3 separate regions of the Mus musculus genome follow, and regions 1 and 2 are each linked to region 3. A link is a contact called in public promoter capture Hi-C data. All regions are on one chromosome and are shown on one strand. Each heading gives the region's core, a stretch centred on a gene start, on an enhancer-like site or on the middle of the called end of the contact. The rest is flanking DNA. Distances are from core to core; before and after follow the strand shown.

Region 1 (3,004 bases), core at 102-2,601, 1.0 Mb after region 3:
CAGTACCCAGGGACCTGGTGCCCTCTTTTGAATGGTATATACACATAGGTGCAAACAAACACTCATACAAATACATGTAATAAAGAAATAAATACAGTGACTGGCGCTATTTCTTTCATTCATTTCTTATAACAGTTTGGGCACTTGCTAAGTTTCTTACATAAACCACATTTTATCTTGCCAGCATCCCAATAAGGTAGCTTTTTTAAAATGCCCATTTATAGATGAAGAATATTAGACTCAGGATGTTAAATAAATCATCAAAGGCCACATTAAGAAAGAGACAGAATATCTTGGCTGCAGGGCTGGTATTATTAGCACTATGTCCTCCTTTGGATCTGAGTTTGGTGCATTTTCTGGATCTACTTTTGTTATATTTTCTTTTTATATGTGTCTACTTCCGACTGAAGTATTATTTCCCATTAGTGCTGTTATATTGTGTCCATTTGTTTTCCAAGACAGTAGAAAACTACACACACTCCCTCCCCCACCAAGTTCAACAAGTTTGGCTTTGTAAAGAAATAAGGATAGCCTTCCACCAGATGGGGGCGCTGTGACACGCTCGCCCTACAGGAACTGGCTACTGTGCCCAGAGCCTCTGTGGAGAGCACCGTGTATACCTGCACACGTGTATCCCAAACCACTGGAAGATTACTTGACTCCGTGTGCATTCACTCCTCCAAAGAACGCTAGCTGAACCTCAATAACCAGAAGCGTGCACTTGCTACATTTGACTGGTCCACGCTACTGCCCTCGAGAGACACAGGTCTGTGAGAACAGTAAACTCATTTCGGTCTCCCTCATCTGCAGGGAAACAAGCTTGGATGACGGGCTCTGATACCAGCTCGGCCACCTGCTGCTGGCTGATTCGGAGCCATCAATGATCCATTTTTGTGCTCCCCGTTGATCTCAGTCTAGCTCCACACCTGGGGCAGTTGGGAAATTAGAGGTGAAGGGTGCCAAAATCCAAGCCACAATTAGAAATGCGAAGCCAGGCTGTCCCCTCCCCTCCTAAGCCGAAGGGAGAAAATGTAAGGGTCCCCACTCCTTAACACCTACAGAGTCAAACCCTTGGTTCAACTGGCAGCTTTGGCTGCAAGCTCGGCACAGGATGGTCTAGGCAGGTTGGATGGAGACGCCTGGGGCCACCCTTGGGGCGTCTGTCCTACCCTCACCGCGGTCGGCATCAGCTTCTCTCTACCATCAGTTAGTTTCCCTTTCTCTTTGCGATCCCCGCGGGCCGCTGTACAGAGGAGCAGGTCTCTGCCAAGCCAAGGGACAAAGAGGTGGGCAGGAGCCTTCTGGGCTTGATCGCCTAGAGCCCTCCCATTCCGGGAGCTGATGCAGGAAGAAGGTGGGGCCTGCATTCACTTGGCCCGGGAGGTCAGTTTCACTTCTGGGGGTCTTCCATAGCCTGCTCACAGAAAATGCAACCCCAGCGCCTGGGGCCCAGAGCTGGGATGGGACCATTCTGTCTGGGATGCAGCCATCGCAAATGCTATTCACCGATCAGGTACCGCTGGCCCCGCTCCTCCAAAATTTTCACTGCAGTCTCTTCCTGGTGGCCCCCATTTTGCTGTATACCGAGCCTCTCCTCTAGGTCCCCAGCTCCCGATTCCTCTCTCACATTCTCCAGGATACTCCGTAGCTCCCACTCCCCTCGAGGGTCCTTGTTCTGAGCCGCTTCGGTTACCTTATAGCTGCTTCTAAACTGGCCACCCTGTACCCCTCTCCACGTCACCCATATTTCTTCCTGTTGAGACTTCTCAGTCTGGGGTTACTCGCCTTTGGGTCTTCATGCTGATCCAGGGCTAGGCTGGTCTGGGCTTCAAATTTTAAAGAGAAATCCATGGAAGCAGACTTTGGACGACCATGTATGGAGAACTTTCGATAGATGTCCTAGAATATCCGTGCTGTTTTAACCCAACCTCAGGGGATACTGGGAGAAGAGGGGACCACTCTCTAAGGCAATGTGAACCACCTTTCCAGAAGTAGCCACTCTGAGCTGGGAAAGGGAAAGGGTAAAGAGAAATTCCCCTAACACACCCATTGCCTGGATGCTTGTGGAGACTTCTCGGAACCACACCAGTCAGCTAAGAGAAAAAGAGAAATAATAGGGGGCGGGGTTGGCACTGGAGAGAGATGGCTCAGCAGTTAAGAACCTTTGTCACCTTCCACAGAGGACCAACTGCTACCAGCAAACACATGGTATGGCTCACAACCACCTATAACTACAGCTTCTGGGAATCCAAGGCCTTCTCCTGACCCCCAGACATGCACATATTAATTCAGAACACATACACATATGTATACATGCCCAATGGCAAGAGATGTGAGTGGCCGGGTGTGGTGGCGCACGCCTTTAATCCCAGCACTCGGGAGGCAGAGGCAGTCGGATTTCTGAGTTCAAGGCCAGCCTACAAAGTGAGTTCCAGGACAGCCAGGACTACACAGAGAAACCCTGTCTCGAAAAAAACAAAAGAAAAAAAAAAAGAAAGAGAGAGATGTGAGTGTATTTTAAACCTACATATAAGAAGAAAGTTATACTGCCTACTCCCTTGGGTGACATTCTGATTTTTGTCCCTTCTCCTGGTGCCTGTGATGTCGGTGGAGGCCACTGTCCCGTGGGCAGCCCAGCTGCAAGTGGTGCGTGCATGCGTGGGTGTGGTGGAAATGCAGGCTTTAACTTCAAAGCTAATACTTTTACCCGCTGAACCATCTCCCTGGCCCGTCTTTCGAACCAATTCACCTCACCCTGAGCAACTTTGTCCTGTCCAGTGATGGATAGACCTGTATAGAGAGAGGCGACAGTCATATCACAGAATAGCATGTCTTCAGTCTTCAACAGAAAGCCCCTGGCCAGCTGTCTGTCTCCAGGATTAGGGCTCCTGAAGCCAGTTATCAGCAATTATCTGTTAATAGCCTTGTCCCCTGGGTGTGGCCTTGTAACCAGTCCCAGATGTCACCTCTCCTTCCAGAGTCAGAGATAAGCCTCCGATCCCAT
Region 2 (2,968 bases), core at 295-2,794, 1.1 Mb before region 3:
ACCACGAGGCTAGCTAGCATCCCCAGTCTTCATACCAGCACGTGAACTCTGGCTATTCTGAGCCATGTCCCTCCCCCGCCCCTTGACTAAGCCTGGGTCCCTTAAACTCTAGCAGGCTATCCTCCTGTCCGTGTGCAGCTTCCCATCCACAGCAATGCCTGTGCCCTTCAGGGTACAAGTTCACCACTGCCCAGGGCTCGCTTTCTCTCTCTCTTTCTCTCTCTCTCTCTCTCTCTCTCTCTCTCTCTCTCTCTCTCTCTCTCTCTCTTTCTCTCTCTCTCTCTCTCCTTGCTTCTGCAGGGTCCTGAATCTAACCAGGGCTTAGAATCCTGCCACTTCCTGCCTTTGTTTCAGTACTTGCTCTGGGCTGCCCATCTGCCATCGCTAACCATGGAACCTCACGTCATAGCCAATCCTTTATGTAGACAGTAGTGCAAAGGACATTCTCCTTTAATAGAACTTTGTCTGCCTTTCAGATTACCTCTTCAAGATCTGTCTAGAGGTCTGGCAAAATGGTACAGTAGGTAAGGGTGCTTGTGGCTAAGGCTGATGGGCAGAGTTCAATCCCAGACCCTCATAATGGAAAGACAGAGCTCACTCCTGCAAGTTGTCCTCTGCCTTACACACACACACACACACACACACACACACACACACATTTGAAAAATAAGTCTAGGCTGCTGTGGTGGCACATGTCTTTATGCCAGCACTCTGGAAGCAGAGGCAAGTGGATCTCTGTAAATTTAAAGCCAGCCTGGTCAACAGATCAAATTCCTGGCCAGCCAGGGCTACACAGTGACACTCTATTTCTAAAAAATAAAAACAAAACAAATAAAAGAAAAAGAAAAAAGAAAAATACAAAAAAAAAAACCTTAAAATAACTAACTTACTTTGTAGGCAGAAAGCTAAAAGTAGTTCTGTCCCACTGGGATGGTGTGTGTGAGGGCACAGTAAGAATTGTTTCTGGTGGTATTTTCCAGGCACACAAAGGCCTGGCAGAAACAGCAAGAGGCCTGCAAATGTCCCCCAGTTCACCAGATGAGATGAAGTGGCCTTTACACGTGTGTCTGTCCCTTTTCTGTCTTCACTGTCATTTTTTATACTGCCCAGCTCTGCATGCACACAAGGTACACTGAGAAAAGTTTGGTCCAGCAACCCATTATAGGGTTAACTACCACAGGGTTAATTTAACCAAGACTTGCCTGGCTCCCCTCACCTCTATGGAGCTCTGTCAAGGCACCTACCACCTGCAAGAGCAACAAAGGGGAGCATGTCTCAATATCTTCTCAGATGGTTCATTAATATTCTTTCCTTTCATAAGCAGATAAAATCTTCTCCATTTTGTTATTGTTGTCATACTTGTGACTACTCACTCCCCACCCCCAGGCAAAGACGTTCATAGGCAAGGAAAAGTCCCCAGTCTCCATTCTTTGGCCCCTCAGGAAAGCCTTGCACTGACCTGGTCCTGTGCTGCAGCTGGGTGCTGATGTGGGCATGGTAGACCTCTTGATGGGGGCTGTGACTCAGTTTACAGAAAGGCTGTTCTGGGAAGGACTGCCCTGCCCTGCCCAGGCCTGCCCTGCCCTGCCCTGCCCTGCCCTGCCCTGCCCTGCCCTGCTCCTGGCTGGCTGTGCAGCCCTGATAGGAGCCCTCTTCTTCCCAGCTGGAACCCGAGCAGAGTTGCGCAAAGCAACCCTCCAACCCCATCCCTTCTGATGGTTTCAGGGCATCCTCAGAGCAGGGAGGGAGGGAGGGAGGGAGGGAGGGAGGGAGGGAGGGAAGACACCTTGCTCCTTCTAAGGGGTCCTTGATGATCTCTCAGGGTCAAGTTGAATCCCCTTTAGTCAGCACTCCAGGCCTCAAGCCCACTGCAGTCTCCCCCCTCCCAACCAGCCCCTGCTTCTATCATACATACACCTTCAAGTCTATCCTGCCTCAGTGACCATGACACCTCCGTGTCTTTGCTGTGGCTGACCCTGTAGTGAGACTTTCCCACTCCACAATGGGACACTCCTGTTCTTTCTGCCCCTTCATCTTCCCACAGTGGCTGTGGCACCTGGCTCCCACTGTAGAGACTCTAACCCCACCCCACAGGTGGGCAGTGGCCTTGGGGGGGTCAACAGCACAGGTGATGTATCCATCGGTTGAAAACACAGGTTCCTGGTGGGCAGAGTGGAGACCCATGCTGGCCCATTTACTCTGAGACTGAAGCACTAAGTGGGACCTTAAAAGGCCACATTGGTGGCACAAACCTAGAATCTCAGCACTCAGGAAGAAGCTTAGATGAAAAGATGATAGGTTTAGAGCCAGACCTGGCTATATGGGGAGACTAGAATTTCTACGGAATTAGCCTGTGCGTTTCTGCACACTCAGAGTCTCTCTCTCTCACACCCAATGGTCTACTCAGTGATCTTAGGATTGCAGAGCTGGTATTGCTCTGGGGATGGTGTTTGGCAATGTGCCCCTCTTAGTCCCCACACCTTGTGTCCTTGCCTATCCAGACACCCAGGACAGCTCCTGCTTTCTGCCTTCATCCCTCACATACTGATAACAGGAGTCAGGGGAGATGTGAGCCTGTGATCCAGCTGACTAGTCTGCCCTTGGCAAATCACCCCACTACTGACTGGGCCCTCAGTTTCCTCGCCCCCCATAGGCCCTGAAACAGAGTGATGCCCAAAAGGACAATTGGATGAGAGCTTTTGGGCTGTCCACATCTTTAGGAGCCAGATTTAGTCCCTGTCAGACAACCAGGGAGGCAGAGCCAAGATTCAAACTAAGATAAACATTCTGACATGTGGCACTCATAATCCCCCTTTTTGCTTCTGGTAATTTTGGGATCATTTTTTTTCTATAATTTCCCTTCCATCAAGTTTTCACACACACACACCCCTTACCTGGTACCAATACCAGGATTGATATTAATATTAACTCAACAGCCAAACAAAAGTACTTCAAGGTGCAGAACCAG
Region 3 (2,883 bases), core at 343-2,842:
CAGAGGGGGCAAGACCTGTAGTTACAAAGCTTCCAGAGAAGGTACCTATGGGTGCCAGGCACCCACAGGAAATTGGAGTGGATAAATAAGCTGCCTCCCTAGAGCCTTCAGGGAGTGCCAGGCCCTGCCCAGACTTGGCCCGGACCATGAGAAAAATCGCTATGGTGGGGAGCCCCCTATTTTGAAGTGGTTTGTTCCAACAGTCCTAGGGAATAAACCTATCATCTAGTCCCCAGAGAGTGTCATGTGGTCCCATCTCATACACATCAGGGAGAACCAGCTGCCCGAGAGAGGGACATCAACTTGTCCAAAGTCACACCAGAAACTTCACAGGAGCCAGATCGGAACACAGGCTCTCGAGAGTGTGCCAATACTCTTGCAATATGTAGATATTAGCCACCTATGGTTTCATCTTGAGCCTCAGTTTCCCTCCCTCCATACTTCTCTCCCTCCCTTCTTCCTTTTCTCTTTCTCTCTTTTTTCTTTCTTTCTCTCTCTCTCTCTCTTTCCTTCCTTCCTTCCTTCCTTCCTTCCTTTTCTTCCATTCTCTCTCTCTCTCTCTCTCTCTCTCTCTCTCTCTCTCTCTCTCTCTCTCTCAACAGGATCTCAGTATGTAGCTGGAACTCATTATATACACCAGGCTGGCCTCAAACTCAGAAATCCCCCTGCCTCTGGCCTTTGAATCCTGGGCTTGCCAGTTGCGCCGTCACATCCAGTTTATGCAGTGCTGGAGATCAAACCCTGGGCTATATGCATGGTGGACAAGCACTTTACCCACTCAGCTTGTTCCATGCAGTTCCTCTGGAAGCGTGATATTTTCTGGTGCTGGAGTTCCAACCCAGGGCCTTGCACTGGCTAAATCACCGCACATGCTATATCGTTGGTCTGGGCCCTTCCCCCAGCCCCTGCCCTACAACTCTCATCTTTATGAGACTCAGTAGAGGTCGGCAGTAATAATTAATACGACTGTTGCTGTCCTCAAAGAGGGAAAGGAAAGTTCTGGCCCTGAACTTGGTGGTGACAGAGAGACAGACAGCTTCAATGCTAAGGGTTTGAGAGATTATCCACCAGTTTTCTTCTTTTAGTTTTAGAGACAGGGTCTCTCTACATAGCTCTGGCTATCCTGGAGCTCACTCTCTATAGACCAGGCTGGTCTTGAACTCAGAGATCCTCCTGCCTCTGTCTCCCTAGTGCTGGGATTAAAGGCATGTGTCACCAGCTTGGCAACCCAGCTTTCTTTTTGGTTCTCCGGGAGAAACTGACACAAAGAGAAGGGTGGCAATAATGGACCCCAGAAGCCGGGTGGTGGTGGCACTTGGGAGGCAGAGGCAGGTGGATTTCTGAGTTCAAGGCCAGCCTGGTCTAAAAAATGAGTTCCAGGACAGCCAGGGCTACACAGAGAAACCTTGTCTTGAAAAAACAAACAAACAAACAAATAAATAAACAAACAATGGACCCCAGAACCCCCCAACCCACACACTCTAGCAAAGACACATGAGCAGAAGGAAGTGGGTGCAGAGGGCCAGCATCCTCACCGACATGGTGACAGCTCCTGGCCACAGCTCTCCCAGTTGCTCCTAGAGGTTTGTGCTCAAGGTATCCCCTCTTGGTCAGGCTTATAATCCCAGAGTATTACACATTAACCACCCCGAGGCCATAAATAAGGACTTTGGACCTTTATCTCCTAATATCACCCGGTCTGTATATGCAGGCACTCACTCAACAAACAGGAAGATGGCTCCTCACTCACTCTGACTCGATCGTGAGCATCCCTCTGGCCCCGCTTCTGGCAATTCCTACCAGCCTCCGTGGTCAGTACTCCACAAAGCCCAAGGGAGGATGCCCTAGTGCCACCCCCACACAAACCACAAACACCCCGATCTTGGCAGGCCATCCAACCTCTTTGCTGAGCCCAGCTCCTACAACCACAAAAAGACAGGCTGGCTCTGTTAAAAGATGTCCAAGCTTCTAATTTTCAGTGTGTCTGTGAGTCATTCAAAGACTTTTTTCTCCCTTCTCTCATCCATGCTTTTTCTGATTATACATATAATTTGTTTCTTTTTTTTTCTTCTTGTGAAACAGAGTCTGACCATTTAGCCCAGGTTAGCCTTGGACTCTCTATTCTCACACTTCTGCCCCAAGTGCTGGGATTACAGGCAGGAAACACTATATCTGGCTGCACACATTTTGCTTCAAAAGTGGTAGATTCACATCTAGGGCCAGTGAGATGGCTCGACGGATAAAGGTGCCTGCTGCCAAGCCTAACCACCGGGGTTTGCTTCCCGGAGCTCACATGATGGAAGGAAAGAACCAACTCTTGCAAGGTGTCCCCTCTGACCTCCACACATGGACCATGGCACATGTGCACACACAAATAAGTATAACTGAAGTGCTTAAAAACGGGCGGAAGAAGATGCCAAAAGTCAACTATTCTGCGAGGGCTGGGTGGTTCAGTGGTGTGCTGTATCCTCAGGATGCATGCCCTGTGGCTTCCATCCCTGGCACCATGCACAAAAGAGCTTGGTTCTGCTGGGACACAGACCAAACGTGCAGGAGGGAACCCAAGGGTTCGGGACACTGGGGGTTTCTGTCCTTCGCCCTTTATGCCTATGAATTTTGTGGTAGTTGGGGTCCATATACACAATTAGATACTGTCAAGAGGAAGAAACCTGACGTAGTTCCTCTGCTGGGAGGGAACCTGTGCTGCCCGTCCTTCCAGTGGGTTTGTACCACAGACAGGTCTCTACAGTTGTTTATCCTACTTCATTTGGGAACACTGAGGCTCACAGATCTGCACTTCAGAATCAGATGTCGCTGGCTGTGAAACACTCCAGCTCTCCAAGGCTTAGTTTATAGAAGCCATGTCCTACCTCTGAGCACTAC

Evidence for each region. Promoter capture Hi-C pulls out the DNA fragments that hold promoters and counts their contacts.
Region 1: a promoter capture Hi-C map of liver shows a contact between it and region 3, with 2.6 times the contacts expected there. The contact joins the promoter of Apobec3 here to the promoter of Lgals2 in region 3. A contact is called at or near these places in 1 of 39 promoter capture datasets (liver) and 1 of 115 datasets of contacts at active chromatin or transcription factors (pancreatic cancer cells).
Region 2: a contact with region 3 is called in a promoter capture Hi-C map of liver, with 2.7 times the contacts expected there. The contact joins the promoter of Apol8 here to the promoter of Lgals2 in region 3. A contact is called at or near these places in 3 of 39 promoter capture datasets (liver and neutrophils) and 1 of 9 other capture datasets (liver).

The regions. Positions count from the first base shown.
Region 1 is chr15:79,891,057-79,894,060 of GRCm38.p6, forward strand. It overlaps Apobec3 (apolipoprotein B mRNA editing enzyme, catalytic polypeptide 3), which reads left to right and starts at 1,352. Exons shown (of 8, transcript NM_030255.3): 1 at 1,352-1,513. The coding sequence starts at 1,461. It overlaps D730005E14Rik (RIKEN cDNA D730005E14 gene), which reads right to left and starts at 2,082. Exons shown (of 1, transcript NR_030675.1): 1 at 1-2,082.
Region 2 is chr15:77,753,729-77,756,696 of GRCm38.p6, forward strand. It overlaps Apol8 (apolipoprotein L 8), which reads right to left and starts at 1,545. Exons shown (of 4, transcript NM_001081970.2): 1 at 1,460-1,545.
Region 3 is chr15:78,853,937-78,856,819 of GRCm38.p6, forward strand. It overlaps Lgals2 (lectin, galactose-binding, soluble 2), which reads right to left and starts at 1,593. Exons shown (of 4, transcript NM_025622.3): 1 at 1,536-1,593. The coding sequence starts at 1,541.